Linked DNA regions of Gossypium hirsutum: region 1 is linked to region 2. The links are chromatin contacts, called in public Hi-C maps. All regions are on one chromosome and are shown on one strand. Each heading gives the region's core, a stretch centred on a gene start, on an enhancer-like site or on the middle of the called end of the contact. The rest is flanking DNA. Distances are from core to core; before and after follow the strand shown. Region 1 holds the start of LOC107899201 (40S ribosomal protein S5). Region 2 holds the start of LOC107899208 (serine/threonine-protein phosphatase PP2A-4 catalytic subunit).

Evidence for each region. A called contact is a pair of places that touch in the nucleus more often than the background predicts.
Region 1: a Hi-C map of leaf shows a contact between it and region 2, with 1.9 times the contacts expected there. The contact joins the promoter of LOC107899201 here to the promoter of LOC107899208 in region 2. A contact is called at or near these places in 4 of 34 Hi-C or Micro-C datasets (anther, callus, hypocotyl and 1 more).

Annotation. Positions count from the first base shown.
Region 1 is chrD04:31,494,707-31,499,508 of Gossypium_hirsutum_v2.1, reverse strand. It overlaps LOC107899201 (40S ribosomal protein S5), which reads right to left and starts at 3,116. Exons shown (of 4, transcript XM_041091260.1): 1 at 2,908-3,116; 2 at 2,100-2,371; 3 at 1,733-1,936; 4 at 1,402-1,611. The coding sequence starts at 3,012. The coding sequence ends at 1,855. LOC107899200 (cold shock protein 1) reads left to right here. Exons shown (of 8, transcript XM_016824839.2): 8 at 154-749. The coding sequence ends at 276.
Region 2 is chrD04:31,293,904-31,298,294 of Gossypium_hirsutum_v2.1, reverse strand. It overlaps LOC107899208 (serine/threonine-protein phosphatase PP2A-4 catalytic subunit), which reads right to left and starts at 1,748. Exons shown (of 11, transcript XM_016824852.2): 1 at 1,353-1,748; 2 at 839-895; 3 at 628-711; 4 at 135-206. The coding sequence starts at 1,445.

The DNA.
Region 1 (4,802 bases), core at 1,867-4,366, 200 kb before region 2:
CAAAGATCCTAAGTTCATTTCTGCATGTGCGTGTGTACAATGGCCTTGTTTGGTTATCCATATGTGTAAAGAAACACCATTGCAAAGAAATTGTTGATTATTTTTGGCACATCAAATGATGAAAAATGTTTGTTCTCGATGAACCATTTGCAGCATGCTAGGAGAGTTCATGCCGAAATGAGATCGGTGGGGTCTAGTTCTGCTCCTAATCGTGGACCTCAAAATGATGCCAAGGGTGCAACGCAAGAAAGTCTAATCGTCAATATCATTCAATAAAGATGGAGGTCATTATTAAGCTTTCACTAACCATCTCTCAGGAGAATCAAGGCAGAATTCATGACAAAATCATGCAACGAGCAGCCTTTGTCTGTAGTAATCTATCCCTGCATCATGGACTTCCAGGTTTAGAAGTGTACAATCTCAAATTTTGGTACTGAGGATCAATTACCCTTGAAAGACTGAAGGCTGAATCCAGTGAAGATTGGCAGAAGGGACACACTCTTAGAGGTATGAAGCCAAGATCCGTCGGAATTTGCTTATAACACATTTAAACTGTCTGATTGAAAACTCCTTACATATAACAATTTGTCCTCGAAAGATAAAGAGTTTTCTGTCTTTTTGATTGGTCAGTTTATGCTTTTGTCTTGTATATCAAATACTGGCGGAGGAATGGTTATGGCTGTGTACAACTGCAACTGAATTCAGATATTTGCTCATTCTTAAAATAGAGGGATCCAACTCTTAAATCAGGATTGTCAATTTATACCTGATCAGCTTTAGAGAGTTGTGTTGCATGGATTCTCATTGCTGACGGTCTTTAAGACTACTAAACCTCTATTTTCTCTCTGGTAAAGATCAGGATACATCAAAAACTGAACTTCCAACTGAAACAAGCCAAACAACATAAGCAGTATTAGGACGGGGATTATTAAATCGACTTCTGTAGTATAAAGTTTCAAAAAAATTTATCTTTCTTTATCTGTAGATAGAGTGAATCATGTTCATAAAACATATAAAATTTGACGTTGATGAACTGCAGTCTCTTCCATTGTTAATGCAGGTTGAAAGGCTTGATTTCAATAGTGTTACGGCCTTTGTATTTAACTTCAAACAGAATTTTGTACAATTGCTCCAATTAATATTTTTTCTTTGTTTCCATTGGCTGGGTTAGAAATTCATAACAATACTTTTGAAAGACTTGTATAATTTCATCTGCTCAATAATTGGAAAAACTCAATTTGATTTCTTCCTTTAATTGTCTCTTTTTTAAGTACTAATTATCAGCAACAGGCAGGGCGATTTAATGTGGTCAAACAACCACATCAAGCACTCTCATCTCTTTGTTTGCAGCAAAGATGAACTCAACAGCTTCAAACCATGGCAAAATAAGTACAGCGTATATAACCAAAACAGGATATGCTTTCTTCAATAACATCTCAACTTAAATAACAGAACATTCATATTATGTTCGGAACACAAAATAGGTAACTTATAAAGTACTGAATAAAAAACAAAAGTGTCCACTGCCATGGTTTATGCAAAGTCCTACCAATTCCTCAACGATTGGCCTTGGCAACTCTCTCGATTTCGTCCTTCTTCTTGATGGCATAGCTGCACAAACAACGCGAGTATGATGAAGCAAGCAGTAGTAAATAAATGGGATTGCAAGGACAGTTCCTAGTTTCAAAGCAAAATAAGGTTCAAGCACGGGAGTTCAAAGGCTGTTATTTACCTGTTAGATGATCCCTTTGCTGCGTTAATAAGCTCATCAGCCAAACATTCAGCGATAGTTTTAATGTTTCTGAATGCAGACTCACGAGCACCAGTGGTAAGGAGATAGATGGCCTGATTCACTCAACGAAGAGGAGAAATATCAACAGCCTGGCGCCTCACAACACCAGCAGAACCAATACGAGTAGCATCTTCACGAGGTCCACTGTTATATCAATAAAAAATCAACAAGGATTATCAAAGATTGATCCAACAAAGATAACCCAGAATCGGAAGATGTTTTAATTAACATCATCTGCTACTTTAAAGATTAAAGTCAGCTAGTGATACATTTGAAAAAGGAAATTCTTAAAGGTTATATAGGCCACCTGTTGATAATGGCATCAACAATGACTTGAATTGGGTTCTGATCAGTCAGGAGATAAATAATTTCCATAGCATGCTTCACAATCCTGACTGCCATAAGTTTCTTTCCATTGTTTCGGCCATGCATCATCAATGAGTTTGTAAGCCTCTCAACAATGGGGCACTGAGCCTTTCTAAAACGCTTAACTGAGTACCTCCCAGCAGTGTGTGGCACATAGGTTGCATGTTTGGAAGGTTGAACACCAATGTAGTCACTCAAAGAGATATCAGAAACCTAAAATAGATAAATCATTCACATCAAGGACCAGGGCTAACGATTGGAGTTATCAAAGGGAACAGCAAGTTGAGGAACCTAATTTTTTCGAATCTTCAGGAGTCTTTAAGCATTCGAAAGACAATCTAATACGATCATCTTATCCAAATAATCTAACCTAAAATTAACCAATTTCTTACAAACATGAAGACAAACATTTAGGATTAACATAATTGTCAAACTGAATATCAGTAACATCTAAGACAACAAGTAAAATCTTCAAATCAGAGAACAACAATATAGATGTTCAGTCACAACAAGATGATCTAACAAATAATATCAAGTTAAAAACAACAAGACCGATTCTCTACGAAAACAGAATCCCTGTATACAATTAATTAGTCCTAGTAGATCCACTCGACTTGAAAAGACCAAAAAAATAGAGAACATGCTAAAACGGAACATTTCATATAAAATCTAGAAAAAACAAAGCCAAGAGAATGAAAAAAGAAATGTATGCATAGAGAGGCAAAAGGGGGAAAAAGAAAAAGAAATACTTGAACTTCCTCGAAGCTCCAGCGATTAAAGAGCTTGACGTCAGGGTGAGACTTGGTTGGATCTTGCAGTGAGGCGGTGGCAGGGGCTACAATGGCTGTCGCCATACCTATGATAGATGCCGCAAAGAGAGAGAACCGAAGTGCGGAATGAGGAAATTAGAAGACAAAGGCCTTTCTCTTATAAATCTTATACATAAAAGGTGACGTTTTGATTAGGGTTTTCGGCTCTTTAAGTATGATCGCACACGTGGGTGTCTTTTTTTTTTTACTTTCTTGGGTAAACTACACCAACAGTCCCTAAATTGTATTTAAAATTATGTTTCAGCCACTCAACTTTTAAAAATTACATAATGGTCACTCCAGTTATTGAGTTATTATATTTTGATCACTATCTTATAGCTTCCGTTAAAAGGATGTGGTATGTTAATTTAATGAGTTAATAGCTAATTTAGCCTCTAATCCAATGTTTTTAGAACCGAACTGGTAGTCGAACCAATTAGGCCACCAATTCAATTAGCTCAATTAAAAAATTATTAAAAATTCATAAAAAGTAAAAATCAGGTTCAGCCGATTTTTAGCTGATTCAACCATTTGTTTCGTTTTTGGTTTAGTTGGTCCGATATTATTCTCTTGATTGGTACCCTAACTAGTTTTTGGTCTAATCCGGTCTAGTTCAAATATCATTGTTCTAAAAATATAGCTAAACCATCATATTAATACTTTTAACATTTTTCTTAACAATAATTCTAAAAAATTTTTAAAAAAATCTTTAAAGTAAAAAAAATAAAAAATAATCAAAATTTATAAAAAAAATATTAATAAAATTTCTAGAAATATTATAAAAATTATAAAAAATTTCCAATAATAAAAATTATTTAAAAAATTATAAAATCATTATTAAACAATCTCTTTAGGGGAATAAGAACTTTTTCTAGCGAATATGATAAAGCTCTTCAAAGAGCTAGTGTTTTCAAATCAAAGAACCCAATCTTTTTTGTTATAATGCATCTTTCATACATTAACCTTGGTTGAAAATGGTAAAAAGCTTTAATGAAACTTGCAATAGCATGATCTTATTGTTGAGTCAAACCGACTTTAAGTTGATAAAGGATGGGGATAAGATTATGAGTTGGCTTGTAAAGTGGCAAAAGTATGATGGTTTTAAGTTGACAATTTATGGGCAAAAACAAGGTGGCATGGAGTTAGGAAATGTGGCATGAACTTAATTGAAGCATTATTTATAAATAAATAATATTAGTGAATAAAAACTATAGCAAATTAGATTTGTTGGAAGGGTTTTAGGTGGCTTATTAAGCCTATAAACATGTAAGTGTAGTGTGTGTAGAGTGTGTATAAGCAAAAAAATAAAAATAAAAGAGTGAGAAATAGAAGTGTGTGTGGTAGAGTAAGTGGGCGAGAATTGAAAATAAAGAACAATACTAGCAACAACTAGTAAATAAAGGAAAGTTTATATATTTGTTTTGTTGTAATGACTTATTTTATTGAGTACTGAAATTATTTTGGTTTTAGCGTCCACTACACTTTTAACGAGTGTTATCCAAGTTAGATTTGTGCTCACTTCATGATGGTGAATATGATTCAATCACAATTTTCAAAATTAACGAAGACAAACTATGGTAATTGGAGTATTCGAATGAAGGTTTTGCTTGGATCTCAAGATTGTTAGATATTGTTGGAAAAAGATATGTCGAGACAGATAATGTTGAAGCAAATTTAACAAATGAAGAGAGAAGAGCATTGAAGGAAGCTCAAAAAAAGGTTAAGGAGTTATGCTTTAATTTTCAATGAGTTGATGGATGAACCTTTGAAAAAAATTCAGATGGGAAGCATCAAAGAAATATGGGTTATTTTGAAAAAATCCATTCAAGGAGTTG
Region 2 (4,391 bases), core at 499-2,998:
CACACAACTAGCACTTAGAACCCTTAAAATTGTTATCTAAATATGTTATTTCTGCCTCTACTTTAGCAGAAGCAGAACACAAAATTTCATGACAATGGCTGAAAAAGGAAATTCGTAATTTAAGATGTACATACCGTAACGGTTTCAACAGAATAGTATCCACGATCCACATAATCTCCCATAAACAAGTAGTTTGTATCAGGGCACTGCCAAGTAGGATAAAACACATTAAGGGATTCGCTCAAAGGAAAGACCAATCATGAAGCTAAATTGTGTAACAGATAGGGGAAAAGCATATAACTAGTTGAAAAGCGTCCTAAAAATGCATGAATGACACTGATAAAGCACAATCTAATGGCAAAAACAGGTAAAAGATTAAGTAGACAAATTTTATTAAAACAGAACACTTATGCATGAAAGTGCTGGAGGGTGGAGACAAAAAGCTCACATGTCAATGCATGCAAAAGAGCATAAATTAAAAATATTCGCATTACAAATATGATCAATCAAGATACCTCTGGAGAGCTCCAACTTCAAAAAGATTGAGGTCTCAACTAATTATTTTACACATTCCCCGCTGAAACAGAACTGAATACAAAAATCAACAGTCAAAGTCAGAACAAGTACCTTCCCTCCAGTTCGAAAAAGTTCTGCAAGATCATGAAACTGCCCATGGATATCACCACAAATTGTCACCGGGCTTCTCACAGGCTGTTAAAAAAAAATCAATGCTTTCCCAGTTTACGGAGGAGCAATCTCAACACCTCCAAAATACGCCAATAAATAAACAAATATAGACATAGATGCCTGAAACACAAGCCAGACTAAGATAATAAACCTGGACATTGCTTTCTTTCATCAGTATTTCCTTTGCCTTATCACACAATGCTCTGACCTAAACAATACAATATGAGAAAAAAATAGAGTTATTAAAAGTTATATTCCACAACACAAGACAGAAAAAGACAAGCTTCCATTGACCCAAATTAAAACAACACAAATAAGATGAAACGAAGAAAACTCCACGAGCAACAAGTATAAAATTTAAACCCACAACACTTATTCCGAGCAAATACCCCGAGTTATGTTGAAATTACCTATATCAAATAAAAATAAATCATTTTCTTTCCCTGCTTTAAAGAAGAAGAAAAAGAAGCTGCATTTTTTGTTCATAACTCTGAATTGAAATTTAAACAGAAAAAAAGAATTAGCAGTAAATATTGCAATAACACTATTCACAAATCAGAGCCTAATCGATTATTCACAAATTTTAAAAATATATTATTGGATTAATTCCTGGTAAATTTCGATACTTTCTTGGAAACAAACAGATAGAGAAAAAATTAAGGTACCTGCTGCTCCGAAAGTGGCTTACACTGCATGAGCTGCGAGATCTGCTCATCGAGATCAGTGGTCAAGTCTGTTGGTGACGAATTGGCGCCCATGTTTAATTTATCAGTTGGAAGAATCGAGCGTGGAAATCGTTATCCTGATTAGGGATAACCCTAACCCTAGTTTGGACTTTGGATTGAGAATTTTCTTTTTTCTTTTTGTTTTAACTTTCTTTTTTATCTCTTTTACACTCTTTTCCTGGCTCTCTTGCTTCTATCACGAAGACGAAATGAAATGGGAGGGCGCGTGAACTGAGACAGAGAGTGGAGCGTGAACAGTGTGAGTGTTATTAAGCCACGTCACACTACTAAACTGTTATAAAGCCACTTCACCACACGTTTCGGGGAACGCTCCTCACAATGAGATTTCCTTAAGCTCCCTTCAAATGCTAACGGGAAAAGAAAAATATAAAGGGATATTATATTTTTAGTATCTAAATTTTGTTTCAATTTTCAAATTAGTATCTAAGTTCTTCTTTTATCCAGATTGGTAATAGAATTTGGTTTATATCACATATTTAAATATATTTTCTTAATGCATTAAAATAAGATGACATGGAAACTAATATATAATAGTAAATTTACTCTGTAATTAAATATTATTTAGGGTTGGAAATTAATTTTGTATATTACCAAAATTTATAAGGAAATTCCAAATTTTTTAAGGATTTACAAAAAGTTCTAAGTAGTTACCAAAATTTCTAATAAATTATTGAAATTTCTAAAGTTACACAAAAATTTCTAAGACTTTACCAAAATTAGTATCTAAGAATTTACCAAAATTTCTAATATGCCATATTATTTTCTCTTAGTATCTTGGCACATTAGTGCACTTTATGCTTCTCCTCACAAGTCCCTTAGTGATTTTCCATTCTAAGCATGTTTATATGAGTTTTTTGAGTATTTGTATATATTTTGTGATTGTAACACCTCGATACTTAACCCAATCATCGGGTCTGAGCTACAAGGTGCCACATTCGTTGCCGGAGCAACTACGATAAAATTATATTTCATTTTTAAAACAATTAAAGATTCAAATATAAGTAAAATATGTGTATAATACAATACGTAATCATTTTCGGATCTTATACAAGCTTTTGAAAGCTTTATTGTTAACCCGATATCGAATTAGAACTAAATTGTAATATTTTCAAAATTTCAGGTTGACGCTGCAACTTCAGGGTACCTCTTCGCGATACAACATACTAACTTGATCTCATTGCAATAATAAATGCTCTACGTCACGACGTAACGATCTATTTTTAAAATGGCCAAAATGGCACCAACCTGTTTCACCTAATCATTCATTTCCATCAATATTAATTTCCATTTCAACCAAAATGTCATTTCAAACATACATTTCCAATATGTTTCATCATTAACATGATCATTTGTAATTCATAATCATTCAATTTCATATTTGATAATCATGAACTTCAAAACATTACCAAATGGACATATACAATTGAGTATGAACACAAGTATTTCATCTTCTCATACAAAGCATTTAATTGCCTAGTTCATCCATACAGTCCAACCATTTAACCATTTCTAATTCATCATTCTAACTCCTAATGTGACTTGATCATATAATAAACAAACCGACTCAGGCTAGGTATATGACATATAACAAACAAAAGATATTTTACAAATATTGATGAGTTGGGGATTTCTGGTTGGATGCTAAAATCATTTCTTGGGACCTTGGGATGTACTTACACTTGTGTGGGGAAAACAAATTGTACACTGAGCGATAAAGCTCATTGGTATTTCCATAATTCAAGACAAAGCAATACAAGTTTATACCAATTGCATACATCCAATTAAAATACCATTATCAAAAAATTCATATGAAAATCATGCTAATCTTCAATCCACAAAACATGTATATGCCATAAGATACCCCAATTATGTCAAATGAACCAACTATATATATTACCTCAATTAGTAAGCCAGTTGAATATATCATACGAATATCATTAATGTTCACAATTCTATCCAATTTAACACATTAATTAACATTGCATTTCATTTCTGAATCGAGTCAATTCAATCATTATCTTTCCATATAGGTCCTCAAGCTTGTTTAACTGATTTACATAGTCTTTCACATACTATCAATAATCATATATTGCATATATGTACCTTTAGTACAATTTCATAACATTAGTTCATTTCGAGCATCATTAAACCAATTGAGCAATTTATATCCCCTATTAACATGACTCAAACTCGGGCTCGAACGAATACATAGATCCTAACCAATACACCAATTTGGCACTCAGTGACTCATCGGAACATCTGAAGTAAATAGATTGTTCCTAACACTCATCGGTATAACCGACTTAAAAGTTTTGCCTAGCACTCATCGGAACGTCCGAAGGAAAATGCGCCCAGCGCTCATCAACATATAGTCGCAGTAACTCGTACTTAATCTATCTTATGGCATGCCAATTATATCCGACTCTGCTCGAACAGTTAATAGGGTAACCAATTTTTTGATCTCATCATATAACTCAATTCACATTCTATTTTTCTCAATTCATTATCAATTTCACTATTTCAACATATCATATAGCATATTCAACCAATTCTATGTCAAATAACATATATCAATTAATTCGTGCGAATTTCTATTCTATCCAATTTAGTTCATTGTCTTGATATTCAATCTCAAACATATCAATTCCATTCAAATAATTATTTTTAACTCACCTCAATGTCATATTATGCAAAATATCATGAATATGCAATACTTATGTTAATCCCGAATCATAGAAATACAAATCGAAAGCTTGTGTCACTCGTCATCAACTCTCGCCTTTCTTTTTTCTCTCGACGGCCCTACGTCGTCTTTAGCTACGAATAATAATTAAACAATAACACAATATTAAATTCCATATCAAATCACGTTCAAATAAAAATTCAAACATATTTTGCAGTTTATTCAATTTAGTCTCTAAACCCGGGACAATTATAACTTTCGATCTAAAGCTTTGG